Regions from separate parts of the Mus musculus genome. Here region 1 is linked to region 2. Evidence: chromatin contacts called from public Hi-C data. All regions are on one chromosome and are shown on one strand. Each heading gives the region's core, a stretch centred on a gene start, on an enhancer-like site or on the middle of the called end of the contact. The rest is flanking DNA. Distances are from core to core; before and after follow the strand shown.

Evidence for each region. A called contact is a pair of places that touch in the nucleus more often than the background predicts.
Region 1: a contact with region 2 is called in a Hi-C map of liver, with 3 times the contacts expected there. The contact joins two enhancer-like sites. A contact is called at or near these places in 2 of 484 Hi-C or Micro-C datasets (CD4 T cells and liver), 1 of 115 datasets of contacts at active chromatin or transcription factors (embryonic stem cells) and 1 of 9 other capture datasets (adipose tissue).

What each region holds. Positions count from the first base shown.
Region 1 is chr7:81,173,065-81,179,699 of GRCm38.p6, forward strand. No RefSeq gene overlaps it. Among named protein-coding and RNA genes, the nearest start is that of Gm44968, 30 kb to the right of the region's middle. Within about 2 kb of position 1,752, at least 7 of the 459 cell types and tissues checked have an H3K27ac peak or open chromatin away from gene starts, as enhancers often do. A contact at or near this core is called in liver, where this site is marked.
Region 2 is chr7:81,020,929-81,027,868 of GRCm38.p6, forward strand. Zfp592 (zinc finger protein 592) reads left to right here. Exons shown (of 10, transcript NM_178707.4): 3 at 2,343-4,581. The coding sequence starts at 2,362. Among named protein-coding and RNA genes, the nearest start is that of Zfp592, 31 kb to the left of the region's middle. Within about 2 kb of position 3,888, at least 20 of the 459 cell types and tissues checked have an H3K27ac peak or open chromatin away from gene starts, as enhancers often do. A contact at or near this core is called in liver, where this site is marked.

The DNA of each region.
Region 1 (6,635 bases), core at 502-3,001, 150 kb after region 2:
CAGAGAAACCCTGTCTCAAAACAAACAAACAAACAAACAAACAAAAAAGAGTCAATAAAAGTGAAACCTTGGGGGCTGGAGAGATGGCTCAGCGGTTAAGAGCACTGACTGATTTTCCAAAGGTCCTGAGTTCAATTCCCAGCAACCACATGGTGGCTCACAACCATAATGAAATCTGATGCCCTCTTCTGGTGTGTCTGAAGTCAGCTACAGTGTACTTAAGATATATAAATAAATCTTTAAAAAAAAGTGAAACCTTTAGTTTACTGGGACAATCAATGCTGATGGCATAAAAAATCAGCTATCAAACCAGCATCGTTGAGGCTGTGACACTGTGGCCTACTGGAGTGTCAAGGCTGTACATCAAGCTGGCAGCAGAATGTGGCAATGTGAAAAAGTCTTATACATCATACTGAAGGCATGAAGGGGTTACAGAGAGCAACAAGGAGTTCATGAGACTAGGAATGGTATGGGACTAAAAGACACCATTAATGAAGGTGCTGTGGGACAATGGCCCAAGCCCTTTGGAGCCCAGAAGATCATGAGTGAGTCCCAAATGTCAGACATTGAGTTTTGTACACTGTTGGACTTGGGGTTGACTTGGATCTGTTTACAGCCATGTCCTGTTTCTTCCCTTTTGGAATAAGAAAGTATGTGATTTATTTTGGATTTTATAGGAGTCCACAGTTAGACTCTGAATATTTAAATTTATTTATCGCCTATGTGTGTAAGATATGTGTTTCTGGGCACATATATAATACAGTGGGAGGTGGGGGGAGTCAGCAGACAACCTTGTACAGTCCGTTTTCTCCTTTCATCTTTACATGGGCTCAAGGGGCTGAACCCAGGTCATCAGACTTGTGTGCCATACTCTTTACTCCCTGAGCCATCTTACTAGCTCTGACACAGGGTATTTTAAAAATAATCTATTTTTATTTTGTTTGCAAGTTTTTGTCTGCCTGTATTTGTGTGTACTATAAATATGTCTAGTGCCCTCAGAGGTCAGAAGGTATTGGATCCACTGGAACTGGCACTAGAGACAGCTGTCAATGCTGGGGCTGTCAATGCTGGGGACCGGGTCTTGTGCAAGAGCACAAAGTACCTTTAACCTGTGACCCATCTCTCCAGCCCCAACTTGAAGTATTTTAAAGAGATATTGAACTTTTTTTTTTCCTGAGACAGGGTTTCTCTGTATAGCCCTGGCTGTCCTGGAACTCACTTTGTAGACCAGGCTGGCCTCGAACTCAGAAATCCACCTGCCTCTGCCTCCCAAGTGCTGGGATTAAAGGCGTGTGCCACCATGCCCGGCTCATAAATGATAGAATTTTTAAAGACTGTGGGACTTTCAAGAGTTGAACAGTATTTTATATTTCAATCTTAATATTAACATGAGATCTTGGAGACAGAAAATCCTTAGAGATTATGTTTTAATAGTGATACGTTTATGCATCAAGTTGACAAGGGGTCATTTGTGCTCATTAGTCTTTGTTAGCACAAATCAGAGTCACCTGGGAAGAAGGACCCTTCGCTGAAGAACTGTCACCATCAGATTGGCCCATAGGAATGTCTTCAGAACATTTTCTTGATTGTTAATTAATATGGAAGGGCCCAGCCCACTGTGGGCAGCGCCAACCCTAGGCAGGTGGTCATGGGTTGTAGAAAAGCACAAGCTGAATAAGCCAGTGAGCAGCATTCCTCCATGGCCTCTGCTGTAGCTCTGGCCTCGAGCTCTGCCTTCAGCGGTGGATTGTGATCAGGGCGTGTAAGACAAACAAACGCTTTCTTCCCCCAGTTGGCTTTGGCCAGTCTCTTATCAGGGCAGGAAAGGCAAATGAGGACACCAGCCCTTGCTTCTGGAGTTTGTCTCTACCATTCCCAACCCTGTCTCTTCTGCTCAGGCTGCTGCCACCCCCAAGGCTCATTTACTCCAGTAAATGGCTTTGGGGTACTTCATGCACCCATTTCTTCACCCCTACCTGCCACCTCCCCCTTCCCTTCCAGCTAGAACTAGATTTGCCTGAGGCAGAGGGAACTTGGAGTCCAGTGTGGCAGAAACTGGTTCTACCACATGAGTTAGGTCCAGTTTGGCTCTGCGATAGATCTTTGTTCTGAGGGCACCTTCTTTGCCCATAGCTGACCTGAGTTCCAGTCCTCTGGGCCCTTAGCTCTGCAGCATGGAGGCTTGGCTTGGCTCTTGTACCCCATGGCTATAGTCCTGGCCATTTCCCCTGCAGCTCTCCATTCAAACTCCAAACCCCTCTCCCACTGCCCTTGAGCAGGACCCTTTGCTGACTGTACACACAGCTGTCTTTCCAAGATCAAGCTCCCCACCTCTTCCTCTCTTACCTGTTGGGTCCTTGTCCTGATGCTCTGGGCTCCATGCGAACTCATTACACAGCCAGGGATGTTCCTGGTAAAATGGCAGCTTCTTGGGCATAGACATTACAGTGCTTTTGTTTTCTTCCAAAGTACCTAGCATGGTGCTGGACTTAGGTCTATGGGAATGAATCACAACTTCTCTGAGAGTTGGTTCTTCTCTGTGGAGATGGTACTGCTGATCGGGGGTTGCACACAGGGTTCCGGGACTCCTTAGTCACAGAGCAGTGGACTTTAACATCTCTTACTCCCACAGAAGCTGGGTGCCCCTTGAGGATGAGGCCACCAGGACATATTTCTTAGAGGATTCATGGTTGCTGATACTCAATTGCCTATAAAACCTACTTGTGGGAGGTGGAATTCAAGAATATCCAGGAATTGAGGCATATAACAAGCTAAAGGCCAGCCTGGGCTACACAAGTTCCTCTCTCAAACAAACAAACAAACAAACAAACAAACAAACAAACTGAACAACAACAACAGAAAAGGAAGGAGAAAAACAGAACAGCTTTTAAACTAGGTTGGCACAGGTGCCTTCACTTGTCCAACAGTCATGTCAGGCATTGCTAATCAATCCCAGCATTCCTCTCACCGTAACCACAAGGCTTACTGCTATAAGAGCCTGCTACCAAGCAGTTCAAGGCTCCTTTTCAGGAGAAAACTTTTTTCACCTCAGTTAGAAGAAAATAAGCTAAACCTTGTCACCAAGGGTGTGGGATTTTGGCAGACTCTAGAAATTAAGGGCAGTATAAAGCAGAGAGGGTTTCCTGCAAAAAATAGGGGTCTTTGTAGGTGAGCTGTCTGCGCCACACTGATGAATTGTGTGTTCTATAGATTTAGATGCTGACACTGTGGCCTCTGAGGTGACATTAGGAAATGGGGCCTTGGGAGGTCATCAGGATGGAGCCCTTATAAAAGAGACTGCAGAGTTCTCCTGCTGTGAGGTTAGGGTCAGAGGTCAGAAGGGTCAGAGAGCCAGAACGGGGTCTTCAGGAGAGTTCAGCCATGTGGCACCTTGATATTGAACTTCTGGCCCCAAACCCGTGAGGAATAAATTCTTGTCATTTATAAGCCACTCTGTTTATAGTATTTTGTAACCGAGACTGATGTAAGAGAGCCCCACCCTCATGACCTCATCTGAACCTAATGGCCATCCACAAGCCCCACCTCCAAATACTTCACACTGGGAACCAAGGCTTCCTCACAGGGACTAAGGAGATAGAACCTAGTCCACAGTACCTACTATGCACCTACTATGCTCTGAGAGCAGCTTGATGGGACAGCAGTGACCCAGACCCTGTAGGAAGGCGAAGGATTGGATTCTTCCTTAGAGCAGGAGTGGGAGGAGCTAACCCTTTGCCTCCACTTCCCTCCCAAGTGCCGGGGTTACAGCTGTGTGCCACGTGTGCCTCTATGAACCAGTGCCATGGCCTATTTATTTATTTATTTATTTTACTTAATTTTATGTGTATGGTATCTAAATGCACACCTGCTATACTTGGCCCTCTAGAAGAGCAGCCAGTGCTCTTAGCCACTGAGCTATCTCTCCAGCTCCTGGCATGCTTTTTGAGACTGTTTCTATATTACAAATTAAAATTAATGCCATTTATATCAAGGGCTATCTCCTTTAAACGTACAATGTGCTGCAATATTTGGATTGTCTACAAGATAACAGTATTTATTAATATGTTTTACTAAAACCCAATTTAATAATTCAAAAAAACATTTTTTATTTATATCAAATATGGGACTGTGGTTGCATATTTTCCATGAGTATGTAGGCTCTGTGTTCTTCTGTAGTTGATATAGTAATAATCAATATATTTATTATTTTAAATTGTGGCGGTCTGATAATTAACTCCTCTTTGCCCCATGACCATATGAATGGCTTACTTTGGAGATCTTAGCAAAAAGTTGACACTGGCAGCCCAGTCCCCTTTTGCTATCTCCTGTGTGCACCAGAAATGCCGTGGGCACCTTCAGCTTAGCATGAGCAAGAGCCCTCCCAGACAGACCTGTCAGTGGCCCTATATTGAGCAGACTGAAGCAGGCTGGAGTGGTCAGAGAGGGGCTGTCCTGCTTTGTACACTGGGCAGGGCCTGCACGTGGGAGATAGGACAAGCACACCCTGGGGAGAAAAAGCACAGGCAAGAACTCAGTGTGGTAAAGCTGGGACAGAGGCCCGTTGCTGCCTCTCTGTCACATCTAGAGAACAAAGGGGCGTGTTGGTGAGGTGACAGTGGGGAACACCCACGTCTGTATGAGGCACACCTGGCCGGGTGAACATGGCTTCCTGCGATGCTTCTTCTCCACCCTTGGTATTGGACTAAGTTCCTAGGCAGACAACAGAACAGATGACTCTAAGCTATTAACAAAGGCACGCGAGGTCGCGTGTCAGGGATTGGTTCCTGGATCCTGTGCTGATGCCCACATTACAGATGCTCAAACCCTTTGTATAAAATGTTGCTGACTGGCTGTGTGGGAGCATGCCTGGAATCCCAGTGCCCAGCAAGCTTGAGGCCAGCCTGGGTGGCATGAGACACCACCTCAAAAAACAATACACTAAACTAAATAAAATAAAATGCTGTGCATTTGCATATAGCCTACATATATCCTGCTCTAGGTCAGTTATAATATGTAACACAATATAGGTGTGTGTAAACGGGTGTGATACTGCGTCATTTAGGGACTCATGACAAGAGAAAGAGGTGTGTGCTCAGTACACATGCAATTACCCGCCACCCCCCCCCCCCCATTCCTTGTAGTTTTGCCTTTTAGAATATTTTCAATCTACAGTTGTTTGAATCCACGGGGATAGAAAACACAGATGCAGAGGGTGAACTGTACATGACTAGGTTATTTTTCTTTTTATCCTGGGTGTGTGTGTTCACACACGTGCACATACGCATGCCTGCATCTGCGTGTATGTGCATGCCAGAGCTTTGGCAGAGTCCGAGGACAACCTCAGGTGTCCTTGCTTGCTACCTTATTTGAGGTGATGTCTCTCTGTTGTGTTTTAATGTAGGATACAGGGTGGGCTGGGCTGGGGTTTGAAGGATCCTCCTGTCTCTGCTTCCAGTATTCCATTAGCAGTGCTGTGGTTATAGATGTGTGAGCTATTGGCTCGCCCTTTCTATAGCTCTGGGGTTTGAATTCAGGGCCTCAGATTTGTACCACAAGCAGTTCAATCACTGAGCCATCTCCCCAGCCCAGGCCACAATTATGTTAAAAAGCCTCAATTCTTAACTGTTGGAGTTAATAAACCTACTTTTTAAATTGTCATGAAATTGTCTGCATTGTTACGCCCAATTTCTGTACCTACATTATTACAGATATGAAACTACTAATCCATAGCCTACCGTATTTCCATTTTAAAACTATGTATTTCTGTGGGAGTCTGCACGCACTACAGCATGCATATAGAGGTCTGAGGATGACCTGTGGAGTGGGTTTTCTTCTTTGTCTTCTTCTTCTTCTACAGTGTGGGTTCCAGAGAACAAACTCAGGTTGTCAGGCTTGGTGGCAATCACCCTCACCCATGGAGCCAGCCCCTCAGCTCCATGACTTACATTTTGCACAGCTTTGCCCTCAAAGTATTTTTAGCTAGTTAGAACTATTCAGAGATTTTTATATGCTCAGGGCTGGGCCTGTGTTTGAAATTCTCTCCAGAGAGCTGGGACAAGGCAGACTGTGTGTGTGTGTGCGCGATTTTTAACTTTTGGACACGGGGTTTCATATATACCGTGCTGGCCTCAAGCTTCCTATGTAGCCAAAGATGAAGTTGAATTTCTGATCCTCCTGCCTCCACCTCCTGAGCGATGAGATCATAAGTGTGTACCACCAGACCCAGTTTCTGTGGTTCTGAAGATCAGAGGCTCTGTGACTGCAGGGCAGGCACTCCTGCTAACTGAGTGGAAGCCGCTTTCTTGTGCGAGAATGTTTTGAGGACAATAGAAGTCTGAATAATCGATACAAATACGCCTTGTGGGGACAGTAGCGTGACTCCCGTCCCTAGTGTGGGCGACTGTTAGAAGTGGTTCCAAGGAACATGGCATGGAGGCAGAGGAGGTAAGAAGGGAAGTTTGCAGGAGAGAGGCCTCCTGGGTATGGTTAACACCAGTGAGGGGGTGGGGAGGTGCCTCTCCGGAGGCAGCGCCCTGCCCCTCTGTGGTCTCCCTCCCTCAACCTACAACCTCAGTCTAAACAGGAGGAAAACATTGAACAAACTCAAACCATGACATAATCTACAAAATATCTAA
Region 2 (6,940 bases), core at 2,638-5,137:
TGGTGGCACACACCTTTAATCCCAGCACTTGGGAGGCAGAAGCAGGTGGATTTCTGAGTTCAAGGTCAGCCTGGTCTACAGAGTGAGTTCCAGGACAGCCAGGGCTACACAGAGAAACCCTGTCTTGAAAAACAAAACAAAACAAAACAACCAATAAATAAATAAATAAATAAATAAATAAATAAATAAATAAAACCACAAAAAATTGCCATTAAAAAATTAAAGTTATAGAGAATATTACTTACTCTGATGTAATAACTCTTCATCAAACCCTTGTCCTTTTCTGAAGGACACTGGGCTCCAGCAAATGGTTTACTCCCGACCATTGTGTGCTTTTCCCCAGCACTGCAGGACCAATCGGTCCCACCTTTCTTCAGCTTTCTCCCCTTAGGCATTGAAAGGCAGGAAGAAATGGAGGGAGGAAGCGTCTGAAGCAAAGGTCCCAAAGCATTTCTTCGTAGTTATGCTGCCCTGCACATCAGTTCGCTTGGCAGTCGGATGCTGGGATCTGCCTGTTGTTTAAGGACTCCAGCACCTAGTCCAGGAGACAAATATCTGTTCAATTGAAAACTTTAATCTCATTCCAGTGAGGCAGTCTGCTGACCCTGATTAAATAATTGCTATTTTATTTATCCATAACTGGATATCTTCCCAAGGGTAGGGAATATACTTTCTTCATTTCCATGAGAACTCCTAGGCAGGGAGATATGCTTTGTGGAGGTTTGGAGTGTGGGTGGTTGTGATGTGAAAAAGCAAACCTGCAAACCTGTTGATATCAGGGCCTGGTAACAGATCATGCTGCCTGCCTCCCTTGTGGTTCTAGTCCCTCTCTTCTTTTTCTCTTCTTTTTAAATTTTATAGAAGGAACTTATTAGTGCAGCAGATGTTCACTAACTAAAATAACTTGTTAGTAATTTCATTACCCTAAACAGTTTTCTTTTCAATGATAGCTTCAACAAATACTTAATGTTATAATATATTGTTATCATGTGATGATACTTTTGCATTAGTCTTTTTTCAGTTACAGATAATTTTCTTTGTTGCTATGTAGATTATCAACCATGTTTTGTTGATTAAGTAATAGTCAAATATTTACCCATTCTCCTAGGTATTAGTCTAGGCCTTGAATCTTCTATGTAAGAAAGGATAACCTTGACCTTCTGATCTTCCTGCCTCACATGACCCTCCCACTTACTGTGGTCCTGGAGTCTCTAGATGCAGGCAGCCAGATAGAAGGATCCATCCCCTCAGCCTTGAGGTCAGTTCTCTAAGACTATAGATGGTATAGCTTTATCTTATGATATTTTCTATTTCTATCTTATTGTCTTTGTTAAGCAAGCTGTAGAGATGGCTCAGCAGCTACTGGCACTTGTTCTTGCAAAGGATCTCAGTTGATTCCAAGCATTCACATAGTGGTCCACAACCTTCCATAACGGGATCTGGTGTCTGCCCCCTTCTTACGGACAGAGGCACTAGGCTCACACATGCTGTGCAGATGGACATGTGAGCAAAACATTCATATACTTAAAAAATGTTTTAAAAGAGGTTTTAATAGAAGCAGCAGCAGCTGGGTGTGGTGGAGCACACCTTTGGTTCCTGCATTTGGGAGACAGAGACAGGTGGATCTTTGTGAATTCAAGGACAGCCTAGTTTACATATTGAGTTCCAGGACAGCCAGTGCTAGAGAGCGAGATCCTGTCTCAAAAATCAAAAGAAAGAGGAGGAGGAGGACAAGACAGAGGAAGAGAAAGAGGGAGGGAGGGAGGAAGAGGAGGAGGAAGAAGAAGAGGAGGAGGAGGAGGAGAAGAAGAAGCATGGAAAGAGGAGGAAAGGGAGAAGAGAGAGAATGTATATAAGTATGAGAATCTATACATATACATTCAGTAAAGATCCTCTTGGCAGCAGCTGCAGATAACTCTAGGCACCATTTATTTCTAATATTTGTATGTGTGAAATATGTGAGCCACCTAGAAGGGGAACATGTGCTAGTTAGATATAGGTTGTGAGGGCAGGGGTGATAAGGAGACCTGTGGGGTATGGTCCTATTGGATAGCAAGGCATCCTCTCTTTCTTTTGGTTGTGGGGCCACCCAGAAATTAAGACTGTCCAGGCAAGTTTGTCACTACATGTAAGCTTCTCTTTTAGCCTTTTCTACTTTTCAGCAGGCTAGAAACCTTAGAGTAAAACTCAGGTATGTGACTTCTTATCGTAGAAGGTGGGGTTCTGCAGGAGTGAGCCCGCTGCATATATGTATTAGTATGATGAGTGTTCAATACAGATGCTATAAGACAATTCAGAGAGGCCCTGCTGGTAATTGACTCTGTTCTTTGTTTTTCTTGTAGTACTTGTCAGCATCCAGCCATGGGGGATATGAAAACTCCAGATTTTGATGATCTCCTGGCTGCCTTTGACATCCCAGATCCCACAAGTCTTGATGCAAAGGAGGCCATCCAGGCTCCCAGTGAGGAGAATGAGAGTCCCCTGAAGTCTTCAGGCATGTGTATCGATGAGAATGTGTCCTTGTCGCACTCAGGATCAGCCCCAGATGTGCCAGCCGTGAGTGTCATTGTCAAGAACACCAGCCGCCAAGAGTCGTTTGAAGCAGAGAAAGACCACATTGCTCCCAGTCTCCTACATAATGGATTCCGGGGCTCAGACCTGCCCCCAGACTCCCACCACTGTGGGAAGTTTGATTCTACTTTTATAAATGGAGACAGTGCTAGGAGTTTCACAAGCAAGCTAGAGCCTTCCAAGTCGGAGCCATTACCCACCTTCAACCAGTTCAGCCCAATCTCTAGCCCAGAGCCTGAGGATCCTGTCAAAGATAATGGGTTTGGGATAAAGTCCAAGCACTCTGACAGTTATTTCCCACCTCCTCCTGGGACTGTGGGAGGCCCAGTCCTGGAAGCTCTGTCAAAATTCCCAGTCCCGGAACTACACATGTTTGATCACTTTTGTAAGAAAGAACCTAAACCAGAACCCTTGCCTTTAGAGAGCCAGCAGGAGCATGAGCAGGGTGGGCAGAAGGTGGTGGAGCCTCACAAAGATCTGGATTCCAGTCGGTTCTTTGGGGAAGCTTTAGAGTTCAATAGTCACCCTAGCAACAGTATTGGAGAGCCCAAGAAGCTTGCTCCAGAGCTTAGTGCTTGCTCCTCTGTCCCTCCTAGGCAGCGTCTGAAGCCAGCCCATTCCAAGTTATCCTCTTGTGTTGCAGCCTTGGTGGCCTTACAGGCCAAAAGGGTGGCCAATGTCACCAAAGAGGATCAGCCTGGTCACACAAAGGATTCCTCAGGGCCCACTAAAGAGGGTTCTAAAGGCAGCCCCAAAATGCCCAAGTCACCAAAGAGTCCCCGGAGCCCTCTAGAGGCCACTAGAAAAAGTATCAAGCCATCTGATAGCCCTCGGAGCATCTGCAGTGACAGCAGCAGCAAAGGGTCTCCTTCTGTGGCTGCCAGCTCCCCACCAGCAATTCCCAAAGTCAGAATCAAAACAATTAAGACATCATCGGGGGAAATCAAACGGACGGTTACCAGGATCCTGCCAGACCCTGATGATCCAAGCAAGTCCCCTGCTGAGTCCCCTGCAGGGAGCACAATCACTGAGGCTCCAAGTGAGGCACCAGGGGATGAAGGCACAGCCATGCCTGTGGAAGAGCACTTTTCTGAGGCAGGCATACATTCAGGGAGCCCCCAGGGTGACAGAAAAGGGGATGAGAATATGATCAAAACCAGTGACTCTTCATCTCCCTGCCGCATCTCTGGGTCCAGGGTCCCAAAAGGATCTGCCCTGAACTCACAGGCAAGCAAGAAGCAACAGAGCACAGCACCTCAGGCATCAACCCCCGCTGCCAGTCTCTTGCCCAAAGCTGTGCACTTGGCCAACTTGAACTTGGTCCCCCACAGTGTTGCCGCATCTGTGACTGCCAAGTCCTCAGCACAGAGACGGAGCCAGCCTCAGGTCACGCAAATGACAGTGCCCCTGGTCCACCAGGTGAAAAAGGCCGCCCCTCTAATTGTGGAGGTCTTCAACAAGGTCCTTCACAGCTCTAACCCTGTGCCCCTCTATGCGCCAAATCTCAGCCCACCTGCAGACAGCAGAATCCACGTGCCGGCCAGTGGGTACTGCTGCCTGGAGTGCGGAGACGCGTTTGCCTTAGAGAAGAGCCTGAGCCAGCACTATAGCCGGCGCAGTGTCCACATTGAGGTGCTGTGCACACTGTGCTCTAAGACACTGCTCTTCTTCAACAAGTGCAGTCTGCTTCGGCATGCCCGTGACCACAAGAGCAAGGGACTTGTCATGCAGTGCTCTCAGCTGCTTGTGAAGCCCATCTCTGCGGACCAGATGTTTGTGGCGGCTCCCGTGAACTCCACTGCACCAGCAACCCCAGCCGCTTCTTCCTCCCCCAAACCCAGCCCCACTTTGGACAATGCCAGCTCTGTAATTCCAGCCTTGCCACTTTATCCAGACCCAGTGAGGCTCATCCGGTATGGAACCAAATGTCCTGAGTGTCACAAGCAGATGCGAGATTATATGGTCCTGGCTACACATTTCCAGAGGACAACAGAGGAAACCGAGGGGCTAGTGAGTAGACCATCACATTGTTGGGTGGTGAGCCTCAGGCCCATAAAGTTCCATGATGGGGACTTAGAATGGGAGCAGAGGTAGAATCTTAGTCTTAGAGGGGGACATCTGGCTTAATGGTTAGCATATCATCTGAATACAGAGTACTTGGTTTCTTATTTGGGAAGATAATCCTACCCATACTGGTGGGGAAAGCCTGGAGATCCAACGAGCTTAGCCAGGGGATTGGGTATTTGTTTATAATTGTAGTACTTATAAGGCTAAAGCAGAAGGATCGCAAATTTGAGACCAGATCAAGACTGTCTCAACAAACAAAACTGTCTCTCTGGGCAGGCTCCATGTTCCACTTCCACCCAGATTGGCAGTGAGTTTGATCCAAATGCAGGCCTGTTTGGGCTTAGGTCTCTTTCTGGACTTTCAACCATGACTCTCAACCATGGTAACATGGTTTTGGCAAGTACCCCGAGAACCTGGGGATGGGAGTAGATGAATCACTGTGTTTGTCCCTTAGTAGTCTGTTTTCTAAGAACATTCCACCCCTCAGTACACAGCTGTTGAGCAGAATTTCTCTGGAGATAGGGCCAGAGGCAGAGCTGAGGAGGAAAGGAGAGTGGGTAGGGATGTAGGCTCCATGCAGAGGGTTTGTAGGTCTCCATCCTTCATCCATGTTCTCTAAGTCTAAAAAAGGAGTTGAGCTTTTCTGCTTATTCTGATTGTTGGCTGTAGTTGGTGAGATATGTGGTTTGTTTTTAAAGGCACTTGGTGCTTACCCTTTTTCTGCCCTATTGCTATTGCTAGCAGATTGTGTCAAGAAGGCAGCCTTAAGCTGTGTTAGTACAGTTATAGTCAAAACACTTTGCAGCTGGAGGCAGGAGGGCTATCCTTAGCAAGACTTCATCTTTAAAAAACAGAAAGGCCTTCAGGTGTGTGTGTGTGTGTGTGTGTGTGTGAGAGAGAGAGAGAGAGAGAGAGAGAGAGAGAGAGAGTTAGTTTCTTGACGTTTTGGTCTTTTTGGTGTAGAAGCTCCCTGCTCTGCTTAGGTTGACTGACCAGCAAGTTTCCAGGACCTGCCCATTTCTGCCCTGGGCTCCAGTCTCGCACAGCCATGCACAGCATTTTCACATGGGGCAGCACCCAGGGGTGGTCTCTCTACCTCGGGTCCTTGCTGCTTGCACACAAGTGCTCTTACCCATTGAGCCATCCCTAGGGCTCCTTTCAAGACACGGCAACTTACTCCTTCACTTGGTTCCCTTAGTTCAGTGGGTATTAGTTTGCTCTTCTTTTCGTAATAAAAACTAATCAGAGATTAGAGTGGTAGCTCTTTGTTGTTCTTGTAGAGGACCCTGGATTGATATAGCACCTACCTGATGGCTAACAAACACCCATAACTTCAATTTCAGGGGATCTGACCTCTAGAGGCACCAGACACGTACATGATATATACGTATACATGCAGGCAGAACACTCACACACATAAACATAAAATAAATAGATTTTTTATTTTAAAGAAGACATGTGGAGGTGCATGTTTAATCCTAGCACGTGAGAGGCAGAGACAGTCCAGTCTGGTCTACCTGGGCTGGGCCCTTCCATGCCAGTCATTAATAAGGAAATGCCTTGTAGACTTGCCCACAGACAATCTGATGGAGGTATTTGGTCAATTGAGGTTCTTTTTCCCAGACAATTCTAGCCTGTATCAGGTTGACAGAAAAACAGCCATGAAGGATACAAAAATTACCCAAGAGAAAGTGTCTTAGATTGGGTTTTATTGCTGTGAAGAGACACCATGACCACAGCAACTCAGAAAAAAAGCATTTCGGCCGGGCGTGGTGGCGCATGCCTTTAACCCCAGCACTTGGGAGGCAGAGGCAGGCGGATTTCTGAGTTCGAGGCCAGCCTGGTCTACAAAGTGAGGTCCAGGACTACACAGAGAAACCCTGTCTTGAAAAACCAAAAAAAAAAAAAAAAAAAAAAAAAAGCATTTAATTGTACCTGGCTTACAGGTTCAGCTGTTTAATCCATTGTTATTATGAAAGGAAGCATGGCAAGAGGTAGGCAGACATGGTGTTGGAAACATAGCTGAGAGCTACTTCTGGGTCTGCAGGTACTGGCTTGGGCTTTCAAAAACCCTAAAGCTCCCATCCCTACCCCCCAGTGACAAACTCCCTCTAATAAGGCCACATCTACTCCAACAAGGCCACACCTCCTAATCTCTCTCAAATAAAACATTCAAATATATGAACCCATGGGGTCAATCTTGTTCAAACCAGTCACTGTAGCCTCTTACCTTCACCTTCTCTGTTTATATTTCTTGTGATGAGTCGTGTGGAGTGTAGTCAGCACCCTCTCCCAGGACGTC